Regions from separate parts of the Sus scrofa genome. Here regions 2 and 3 are each linked to region 1. A link is a contact called in public Hi-C and promoter capture Hi-C data. All regions are on one chromosome and are shown on one strand. The core of a region is the stretch at or near the end of the contact, and the rest is flanking DNA. Distances in the headings are between cores, read along the strand shown.

The links. Promoter capture Hi-C pulls out the DNA fragments that hold promoters and counts their contacts. Hi-C and Micro-C count contacts between places; a contact is called where the count stands out from the background.
Region 2: a Hi-C map of fetal liver shows a contact between it and region 1, with 1.5 times the contacts expected there. The contact joins the enhancer-like site here to the promoter of GATA2 in region 1. A contact is called at or near these places in 2 of 5 promoter capture datasets (fetal liver and liver) and 11 of 47 Hi-C or Micro-C datasets (alveolar macrophages, blood, embryonic fibroblasts and 7 more).
Region 3: a contact with region 1 is called in a promoter capture Hi-C map of fetal liver, with 2.7 times the contacts expected there. The contact joins the promoter of RUVBL1 here to the promoter of GATA2 in region 1. A contact is called at or near these places in 1 of 5 promoter capture datasets (fetal liver), 11 of 47 Hi-C or Micro-C datasets (brain, embryonic fibroblasts, epiblast stem cells and 7 more) and 2 of 2 datasets of contacts at active chromatin or transcription factors (alveolar macrophages and skeletal muscle).

Annotation. Positions count from the first base shown.
Region 1 is chr13:71,987,701-71,991,311 of Sscrofa11.1, forward strand. GATA2 (GATA binding protein 2) reads left to right here and starts at 1,640. Exons shown (of 6, transcript NM_213879.1): 1 at 1,640-1,846; 2 at 2,473-2,749; 3 at 3,176-3,611. The coding sequence starts at 2,521. It overlaps LOC102160340 (a long non-coding RNA gene), which reads right to left and starts at 851. Exons shown (of 3, transcript XR_306929.3): 1 at 1-851.
Region 2 is chr13:72,241,182-72,244,792 of Sscrofa11.1, forward strand. All of the region lies in intron 9 of RUVBL1 (ruvB-like 1), which reads left to right. Among named protein-coding and RNA genes, the nearest start is that of SEC61A1, 27 kb to the right of the region's middle. Within about 2 kb of position 1,785, at least 9 of the 83 cell types and tissues checked have an H3K27ac peak or open chromatin away from gene starts, as enhancers often do. A contact at or near this core is called in fetal liver, where this site is marked.
Region 3 is chr13:72,194,518-72,198,128 of Sscrofa11.1, forward strand. RUVBL1 (ruvB-like 1) reads left to right here and starts at 1,702. Exons shown (of 11, transcript XM_021069443.1): 1 at 1,702-1,831. It overlaps EEFSEC (selenocysteine-specific elongation factor), which reads right to left and starts at 1,828. Exons shown (of 7, transcript XM_021069440.1): 1 at 1,066-1,828. The coding sequence starts at 1,360.

The sequences.
Region 1 (3,611 bases), core at 390-2,889:
GCGCGCCCTGGAGTGGAGCGTGGTGGGAGGCGCAGCGGGCGGCCAGGGCAAACGGGTCCCCAAGGGCCGGAGACCCGCGGTTCCCAGCTGGCTGGGGCTCTGCGTCCCCGGCCCCGCGCCTTTACCTGAGCCGGGGCCTCAGACAGACGAACAGATAGCCGGTCGCAGAGGCAGGAGGAGGCCCCCAACCCCGGCCACTGCCCAGAGCTGGCCTTGGGAGAGGGTGACCGGGGCGCGCAGGCGGAGCTGGGCCTGGCCGGGTGCCCCCCGAGCTGAGGGGACCGAGGGCTTTCCTCCCTCCTCGGATTATTAAAAAGTTCATTTCCTGGCGAATCGGGTGACGTCAGGGGCCCGGCGTCGCGGTGGCGGGGCTGCCCGGCCGGAGAAGCCGCCTCCAGTTACCCAATTACCGACTGTCAATCCTGCTGCCCCTCCCCCCACCGTCCCTGGGGTGGCCAGGACCCCTGCCCTTCCTCCTGCTTCGGACCCATCCAGGATCCCTCTGGGCTTCTATCCCGAGAGCAGTGGACCCGAGGGGAGAGGGCTGGAGGATGTCGATTACTCCCTGTTACCGCCCCACCCCCGCACCTGTCTCAGTGCCCCCAAATTTCTTTGTTTCTAACACCCCTCCTGGGCTACAGGCTCCCTTCGAGCCTCGGTGTCCTCCGTCTGTACAATGGGAGAGAGCAAAGAGATTAGTGCAGCCGGCCCACTTCACCCAGAGCTGGATCTCTGGGCTGGAGCTTGTGGAGAGCAGTTCCAGGTGACTTAGGGAATGGAGTTCTCAGACCACCATCTCCATCTCTCCGGGGGCCGCCTTAAGGACTCCCCCCACCCCAAGAGGAGAGGGGAAAAAAAAAAAAAAAAAGCCTCCTCCTGCCCGGAGGCGTCTCCTTCGAGCCGGCGCTGGCGCCAGTCCGGGTCTCCACGGCCTCGCCCCAGGCAGTTCGGCCCGTTGGTCTGCGAAAGGCCACGCCCGGGAAGGGGACGCCCCCTCCCCCTCTCAAGAGTCGCCAGCCAGGCCACCTCCACCAGGTCAAGCAGTCCTAAATGGCCTCTGGTTCGAGGCCCAGGTGCCCACGGAGGCTCTGTAATTTCTGCCCCTCACCGCCCCTGTTGTCCTGCAGCTATCCACCCAGTCCCTCACCCGGCTAGCGCCCGAGTTGGCGGAGGGAACAGTCCGGGTAGGTAGTTGGACTCCCGTGGCCACGTTCAGTGGTAAAGGAGGTGGGATCCGAGAGAGTGGGCGGTCTGGGGTTCTGGGGAGAGGACTTCAAACACCCAGAGGGTGCGCAGCCTAGGCTCCCGGGGAGGAGGTCCAGTAAGAGGTTAGTTACTGGGAAGAGAGTCCAGAGGTTAGAGGAACCAGGAGTGTCCGCAAGAGGGGGAACAGCGGTTGGCCTGCGGGGTGCTGGTCCCGGAGGGGAGCGCGTCGGCAGTAGGGGCCGCCCGGAGGGCGCGGGGAGGGGGCCGGCAGGCGCAGGGGGGCAGGCTCGCGGGTCAGTCCTGGAGTCCGGCGGACCGGGAGTTGCGGGCTCAGCCAATGGGGGGCGGAGGCTGGGCGGCGCGCGGCGCTGATTGGCTGGCGCCGGCTTCTTAGGCGTGAGCGGCCCCCGCTTCATGTCTGTGCAGGAGTCGCGAGCTGGCGCCAGGGCGGCCGGAGGATGCCGAGGGGCCGGAGCCGGGCGGGCCTGAGGCCGAGGCGCGTGCTGCCCCTAGCTCACACCCTGTGAGCCCCGCCAGCCGCCCGACGCACTGTCCCTGAGCCCTCAGTCCCCCCCACCCGGCTCCCGTAGGTGCTGCCGGCTCTGAGGCCGCGCCCCCCTCCCTGCGGCGCTGCCGCTGCGTAAGTTTGGGGTTCGAGAGCTGGCCGGTGGCCTGGGCGCGCCGGGGTCCTGAGAGGTCATTACGGGGGCCTGGGCCGGGGCGGCTGAGGGTGACTGCTTTGGTGTGCCTGGGTGAGAGGTCCCGATTGTGTTGCCGGGGATTGCGCGGGGTGGCTCTCTCTTGGCTGGTGGGGCTGCGTGCGTTTTTTGGGGGGAGGGGCGAGGTCAGTCTGTGTATCGGCGCCAAGTGTAGCTCTGCGCGTGTTGCTGGCATCTTGTGCCACTCATGGGTGCGTGGGTGCCTGCCTTCAACTTCTAGCCTGTTTATGTACAGGGACGGAGCGGATGGTGGTGGCGGCGTGTCTGAGTAAAGTGCTACTCTATGTGCGTTTGTTTGGGTCACTGGTGTCAGTGCTTGTTCCTGCGTGTGACCCCGTGCGCACAAGTGTGTGGTTCTGGGAGCCGGGTCACCATGTGTGCGTGGCTCAACCGGTTCCCCTGTCCTCCTTTCGTTTTGAGCTTTGGGCTTTCCTCCCACCCAGGACTGGTCCGTGGCTGAGGCTCAGCCGCGCTCACGACGCCGCGTGGCGGGACTTTAGGGGTGTTGGGCCGTGGTGGCGCCCCTCACGCCCCTTTCATCGCGCAGGGACGCTGCCACCGCCTCCGCCCAGATCCCGATCCTCCGCCGCCGGCCATGGAGGTGGCGCCCGAGCAGCCGCGCTGGATGGCGCACCCCGCCGTGCTGAATGCGCAGCACCCCGACTCGCACCACCCGGGCCTGGCGCACAACTACATGGAGCCCGCGCAGCTGCTGCCTCCCGACGAGGTGGACGTCTTCTTCAACCACCTCGACTCGCAGGGCAACCCCTACTACGCCAACCCGGCCCACGCGCGGGCGCGTGTCTCCTACAGCCCCGCTCACGGTGAGCCCAGGGCCCCTGGGTGACTAGGAGCCCAGGCGCTGCGCTCTCGCTCCCGGAGCGAGTGGGGAGGAGGGCCCGGCTGCCTACTTCCCGGATGTGGGATCTGCAGGAATTGGAGGAGCTGAGAAATCAAGGCGGGAAAGGAGAGGGCATCGGCCTCTTGGGAGGGTCTGGGCTCCGTAAGGTTTCTGCCCATTTCCAGCTGGCCTATTGAAGTCCCCTCCAGGCCTTGTCCAGGGGGGTCCTTCTGTGCCACTTGTCCTTCAGCTCTGGACTGACATTCCTGATTATTGCCGGTTGGGGTGTTGTGTTTCTGGTTTTCTTTGGGAGGGGGTTACTTGGTTGTTGTGAGTTGTGGCCCTGGGTAGCTGGGTCGGGCTGGGCCCAGCCTGCACACACCCTGACCCCTCTCCCTGCCCCCCGCAGCCCGCCTGACCGGAGGCCAGATGTGCCGCCCACACTTGTTGCACAGCCCAGGGCTGCCCTGGCTGGATGGGGGTAAAGCAGCCCTCTCGGCTGCTGCAGCACACCATCACAACCCCTGGACCGTCAACCCCTTCTCCAAGACGCCACTGCACCCTTCAGCTGCTGGAGGCCCTGGAGGCCCCCTCTCCGTGTACCCAGGGGCAGGGGGTGGGGGTGGGGGAGGCAGTGGCAGCTCTGTGGCCTCCCTCACCCCCACCGCAGCCCACTCTGGCTCCCACCTCTTCGGCTTCCCACCTACACCACCCAAGGAAGTATCTCCTGACCCCAGCACCACCGGGGCTGCCTCCCCAGCCTCGTCCTCCGCAGGGGGTAGTGCAGCCCGGGGGGAGGACAAGGACGGCGTCAAGTACCAGGTGTCACTGACTGAGAGCATGAA
Region 2 (3,611 bases), core at 535-3,034, 250 kb after region 1:
AGGAAATGGACAGTGAGAAAATCAACTTGATGACAGCTATTAGGGAGACCACCAGCTTTAGGAAAGAGGCATTAGAATATCAGATTGTGATAGCCTCCAGCCCAGAGCCTGTCCACAGCCTTTTCTGCCCAGGGGCAAAGCCAGGCATTCTGGTCCACTGGAACCCATGGCAGGTCAGCTCTGGAAGGTACAGAACCTGAATCCTGGCAAAGCCCATCTGCTGTGACAGGGTCACAGTGGAGGGTTTCCTGGGGCTGCTGCTGAAGCCCTAGGGGTGTAGTGAAGCAGCCTCATAGGCGTAGAGGGCAGGTGGAATGGAAGGCATAAAACTAACCTTACAGTAAGAGACGTGAAGGAGGCACACAGCACTTAGCTCAGTGCCCGGCATAGTGCATGCTCAGTTCTGCATGAGTTCAACTTGGGTTGGGCTTCACAGTGGGAGATGACAGGGATGCCTGAGATTGGCCTTATCCCAAGGGGCACAGTCCCAATTCTCCCTGCACACTCACCTCTTGCTTGATCTGGAGATGGAGCAGCAACTGTGCCACACAGTGCCTCAGCACCCTGGGAATCCCCAGTCCCCTTCTGGTGCTTCCAGCCAGTTATTTGCCATTTTAATTGCTGAGTCACTGAGTCTAAGACACAAAGCCAGGTTGTACCCTGCTGAGCCCAGCCATCTGCTCTGCCCACCCTCACCCCAGCACTGTTTTGTTGGGGGACGTAGGTGAGTTCAGCATGTGGCTGAGGCAAGGTGGCCCAGGGCTGCACTGACATCTTGGTGAGCTCTGTCTGACTTTCTCAGGAGTATAGGCTCTCCTGGTTGGACATTGTACTGAGTCATTTGGTCCCTGACACCACAAGTCGGAGAAAACTATTATCATTGCTCTTCTATAGGACCCCGAGACATAGGCTGGTTTACTTGCCCAGGTTCATACAGCTCAACAGTGGCAGGACTGATAACTGGAATCCAGGCCATCTGACCCTAAAGCCCGTAGTCTTGGTTTCTTTGCTACCAGCCTCCTCCCTGCTAGAAATACCTCAGCTGTGGGTGGAGTCCCTCTAGTAATTGGTCAGCAAGCTTCCCTTTTTGGAGGTCAGGGGGCCTCTCCTGGGTCTTCCCGAGCAGCCCCCCCTGCCTTCCTGTGGCCTGCCTGCCTGGCCCTGCTGGCGTGGCTTATCGCTCAGCACCTAGGAGTGTTGATGGTGCCTGGAGCCAGGCTCTCCCCTTTACCAGCAGGGGTGGGACACCGATGCAGTTAGTGATCAGAGTATTAGCTGGGTGGGGGGGCGTTCCTTGGTAGACAGTGTCCATGGCTAAGGCCTTGTCGCCAGATCACTGTCTCTTGCTCTCGGGTGGGTGCTAGGTTGAAGCCAAGGCAGTTGTTGACCAGGAGCAGAAGCAAAAGCTAGGAGACATTGCTCCCTCCCCACCCTGGCTGTGGGCACTGGAGCCCTGTGTGCTGCCTGGGCTGCCCGCATACCCGCAGTGCTTTGTGGCTGAGTGACCCTTCAGGTACCCCAGCAAGATGTGCTCCCTCCTTTCAAGACTGTCGAGAGATGGTAATGATGATTCAGGGAGGGGGTGGCACCATCCCTTCCCACTGCTATTCACAGACACCCGCTGGGGTCCTTACGAGCAGCTTTTAGGAACCAGGGTTCAAAACTGATGGTCACAAAATAAGCTGCAGAGCTGGGACTTGGCTCGAGAAAGTGCACCCCTGCCACCTCCATTCAACCCAGAGCAGCTGTCCCAGCTTCGTGGATGTACTCTGTGCTGCAAAGTGTGGAGGGTCAGCCAGGAGTCAGGCCTCTTCTCAGCCTCTTAGGCTTTCTCTCTGATTAGCAGAGGACACACCAGCTGCCAGGACACACATGGCTTTGTGCTGTTCAAGGGACAACCTTAGCATTTTTGCTGGAATCCGGGGTGGATTTTTTAAAAAACAAAGTAAATATAACTTGTGTACACTGCCATCAGTGCCGACACCCTCATAAACTATCCCTGCAGGTTATTAAATGATTAAAGATCTAATTTATGAACTGTCCGTTTCTGAGCAGTCTGAGACAGGAGCTTGGGGATTGCTCTGACGCTCCAGAAAGTGAGAGCCCAGCATCTCTGCACTCCTGAAGCTGAGCCTCCATTTCAGTGCAGCCTTCGAGGGCCGGAGGCTCGGCTGAAGCTGTCCCTGGACCAGGCACCAGGACCCAATATTAGCATCTCACTGAGTTCCCCAAGGCCCCGAGGGGGCTTTTCCTGGCAGTCTGAGCTGTCGGAGAGGGGACACAGAGCTGCCCAGCTCAGACTGTCGTGGCCGGAGGGGAGTCCTGGGGCTACAGCCTCCCCCTCTGCTCCTGTCCCTGCTGTCCTCGTGCCCATCCAGCAACTGCTCTGCTCAGCTGTTCTTCACTTCAGACCCCAGACAGTGGATAAATACATGTACAAACTAAGACTTTTTTTTTTGACAGAGGTCACACCTGGCAGCCTGTTGGCTGAACAGATAAGTTTGATGTGGCTAGTGCAATGTTTTTGTGAAATATTTAAACAAATTGACAACATTTAGCAATCGAAATTTCATATAAAAATCTGAGTTCTGAGCCTCTCTTGACAAAATGAAAGACTTTCTTGCCAGCCCCTGGCCTCTGGCAGCACGGTTGATTGCAGCAGAGGGGACATTCCCCCTTGGCATGTGCTGGCCTAAACACCTTCCAGCCTACTCACATCTTTGGACTTGGTTCCTGCTGAGCAGGGCCTTTCATGCTGACAGAAGCTGCCACACTGGAACCCAGAGTCTCCAGACACTAACCTCTGTACCCCTCTGCTCCTGCCCTCGGGTCCTCTGCCTTCCAGTCAGTGTGGACACAAGGCCCACTTGACATATATCCACCTCCTGAACCTCTGGTCCTGCTTCCTGGTGAGGCTTTAGCTGGGGGCTCAGTCTTTCCCACTTCTATGCCTCTACCCTGGGTGTGTTTTTATGGCTTTAATTTAAACAAGGGCTTCTTGATATCTTGTTTACGAAGCTGCCAAAGTGAAAAATTCCTGTATTATATGAGGCTCGAAGTCCTCGAGTTATCTCAGCTCCACAACACACAACATCATTATCCTGCTGCCCCTTATCACTCAGCTCGGGTGCCTGCAGGATCCTGGTGCCACTTGTGCTACAGTGTCCCCACACCAGCCCGCGTCCCCTCCAGCTTCACCAGGATCTGCAGACTGCAACAAGCGCCGGGCTCTTTTGACAGATGAGATATCTCCCAGTGATGTTCTGAGGGCTGGTAAATCTTTAAAAGTAGCTTTGTTGATTTATTTAAACTTGGTATTTATCAAGCAAATAGTGTCTCTTCTTGCCTGAGTGCTTATAGGAGGTGGCCATGCTGGACAGGAAAGTTAGACGCCCCTGAGGGGCCCTGGGCAGCTTTTGGGGGGGCTGGGGGGACAGGAGCTGGGCTGCCCCAGCGCACACCTTGGGTACCAGCTACCTTCCAGTCAGTGTGGACACAAGGCCCAAGGTGCGCACGCACGCGCGTGTTTGAGTGCGCGTTTGTGTGTGTGTGTGTGTGTGTGTGTGTGTGTGTGTGGCTGGTGCCCCCGAGGTGTGCACGGCCAGCAGCCC
Region 3 (3,611 bases), core at 452-2,951, 210 kb after region 1:
AAGGAAATGGAAAGCAGGGAGGTACTTGGTTCCTGGGGTGGCGGTGAGGAGTTAAAGTCTCTGACCTATACTCTCTTACTGCCATGTGCTTCTGTTATTCTACCATTTTTTAGTAAACAAAACAAGTTTTAAAGCTCTGTCCACAAAGTAATCCACAAAGGTATACTAGTGGCTGCTTTTGGAGAGATGGGAGGAGTAACTGAGGACCCTTACCTGGTTTGTAATGTTCTTTCTTCACAAGTAGAATTTATTCATGTACCACCAGTATATTTTAAATTAACTAAATGATACATCTCAGAAGGCACCCCCCCCCCAGCATCTCAGCTGCAGGAGCTATCCTTCCAGACACATAAGCACACCCACCAGAGACATTTGTTCTAGAAAACTTGCTGAAGCTTTCTTACCAGAAACAGGAAATGACATAAATGCCCATCATGAAGAGATTAAGAGCAAAGAGATCCTGATGTATAGCACTCGGAACTCTATCTAGTCACTTACGATGGAGCACGATAATGTGAGAAAAAAGAATGTATACATGTATGTGTAACTGGGTCACCTTGCGTACAGTAGAAAATTGACAGAACACTGTAAACCAGTTATAATGGAAAAAATAAAAAAATTTTTAAAAGATTAAGAAAAAGATGGTACAAGTGTACAATGGAAATTCATGTGACCTTTAAAAAGAATGATGTCTCTTTATATGTACAGATAAGATACCCCGAGTATTGAGTGAAACAGTGTAAGTGGTGTTAACTATTCTGTTAAAAAAAATAAATAAGAACAAGAGGAGGGGTTGACTTATACACGGGCCTGCCTGTCTTCACACGGAGTCCCTAAGACTGGCACCCAGACCGGGAAAGCAGGAGACTGGGGGCAGTGAATGGAGACCTTCTGGGCACTTTCTGTGGTCCTGAGTTGCCCTAACTCGTGCGTGTATTACAAACACATGTGGTACAAACGAAACACTTTCGCTGTTTCTAGAGAGGCCCCTCCTGCTGGGGTGGTGCGAGGGGCTCCCGCGCCGCGCCCCCCGCCCGGCAAGGCGCCCCCGCCGTCTGTGCTCACCGCCGATGATGGTCCGGATGAGGGAGGCGTGCCCGGGGCAGTCGACCAGCGTGATCTGCAGCTCGGCCCCGGACTCGGGCTCGGTCCCCGGCGGCGCCGGCCTCAGGCGCTCGGGCAGTGGCACCGAGAAGCACGAGAAGCCCAGGTCGAGCGTGATGCCGCGCTCGCGGCTCTGCGGCTGCTTGTCGAAGGCCGCGGTGGAGGCTGTTGTGCTGAGCGCTCGCGCCAGCGCGGTCTTGCCGCTGTCAATGTGGCCCAGGACGCCCACGTTCACGTTCACCCGCCGGCCCGCCATGCCGCCGCCGCGGTCCGCCAGCTAAGCCGACCCCCGCCGCCCGCGCCCCGCTCGTATGTTCCGGCGCCGAAGCTTCCGCCCGCCGTCCGCCGCCCGAAGCCGGGGAGCCCAGAGCTTGAGGCGCCGTCCGCCTCTCGCTCAGTCTCCGCGGTCTCACTTCCACTCGTTCATTCTCAGGGCCTCGCGGGGACGGCGCTCTCCCCGCACCACGTGGGCGGGGGTGGGGGGCGACAAACAGGGACCGAAAGCCGAACCGACCGCTGCTCGCACGAGAAGCCCCCGGGAAAGTAGAGCCCAGGCGGCAGGACTGGAGCCGGGGAGGCGGCTGGTGGCGAAGCTGAGGCGCGCGGCTCAGAAGAGCCCGCGTGGAAAAAACTGGGGAGGGCCGCCGGGAAAGGACGGCTGTTTTCCCGACGCGGCAACACGCACCCGGGTCAATGGCGTCCCGCACAGCTCCAGGCCGTGTGTAAGGTGCGTGCGCGCGGGGGAGAGCCCACGAATCTCACGCTTTTCAAGTGTTATCCATAAAAAGTGTCTCCCCGTCAGCAACAGGGATCACAGCTTTAAATGCTTGCACTGGCCAGGCAGGTGCCTCACAGGAGAGGCGTCAGCAGGCTATGTCCTGTGTAGACCCGGGAGCCCCTGCTCAGCTTCAGCCAAGGGAAAGTGGGCGAGAATGCGAGCTGAACATTGCCTCATCTTCTCGATTTCCGAGAGGAGAGAGCGTTTCCATATGAAATCTGAGGAACACATGCTTTGTTGAGCCATGAGACTTGGGGCTGTCTACCTGCCCTGACTTATACCTAAGCGCTGGCCAGCAGCAGGGCTGGGGCTTTAACACCAGGTGGGTCTTCCTGCCTCCACCTCCCATAGCCGCTGGCTCCAAGCCAGGTCCTACCCCAGCAGCAACCTGGGCATGAGCCTCCCGTTGAGTCCAGCCCTGTCTCCACAAGTGCCAAGGAGATGGCAACTCTGGGTTGTCTGAAACTCAGCCAGATGAAGACTGTAGTTGGGGTTGGCTGTGCCCCTGCACCAAGCAGAGAAATAGAGAGCCTGGCTGGGCAGGTGTGAGTCATAAGCTCACTCCAAGGTTGCAGGGGAATGCCCTGTAGGAACTGGGGCACTTTTGCCAGCAAAATGCAGGTCACATCAAGCCCCTCCTGTGTCCTTTGTCTCTATCCTGGCTTCTATCCCAGTGAGGCAAGTTTGCTTTAGATCAGGCTGGTGCTCTGGCACTCTACCCGTCCTAGCCCACTGAGGACCCCTTACATGTCTTTGCTTGCCCTCAGCCTGGTACATGCAAAGGCTCCATAACTGTTTCTTGAGTGGACCCACCCCTGAACCTCCAGCCCACAAAGACACTCTCCTCTGCAGCAGACTCCTGGGTCGCAGCCTGGATTGTAAACCTGGACCCCAGGCACTGAGAAATGATTGACAGGGAACTGCCTGCAGAACTATGATTATTTGGGATTTGTACTTAATGTTCCTTTCTGTTTCTTTAATGCCATTTTGTACTAAAGTAGTTCAAAGTTCTTTACAAACAGCTAGTAATTAATTCAACTTCATTAAGGCCAATTAATCCAGGATTAATTATAAATTTTCCCAGAGGAAGTTATTATACTTTGCTCTTTGATTTGAGTTTTGGCTTTAAAGATTCTTTTAGGAGTGAAATGGAAATTTCTCTTTTCTCTGAGGGTATCTACCTTGCCAGTGATTGTGTTAACTATGTACCTTCCTCCACACATCCTCTACTAACCTTGGATTAGGTTGTCACCCTGGCAGCCCGTGTGCTCTGTGGCACTCCTAGCACTGAACAGATACAGATGTCCCATCAGCTGCAGGGTGGGAGCCATGCCCTGGGCCCACCTCATGCCCTGTTCCTTCCAGCTATATATGGACAGAACAGTGTTCTACAAGCTCTGTGAAGTCTACCATGGTCAGCGGTCCCTCCTTCCTCTTCTGTAAGACTCCTCAACTCTCCTCAGAGCCATCACACTCTCCTCCAGGTTGCCATGGGGGCTGACCCCACTCTAGCTCAAGGGACTGGAGGTGAAAGGCCAAGGGTCATGGGAATGAGAGTGAGAGAGCTGGCAAGTGAGGGCTGTCACACAGCACAGGCTGGAATGCAGCTATCCACACCATTTCTTGCCCTGCAAGGACAAGGAATGTCACTGCACAAACCCACGGATGCAAACTTAAGCTATTTTTAGCCCCAATGTCAGTGCCTTTTTTAAATGGCTGCACCCATGGC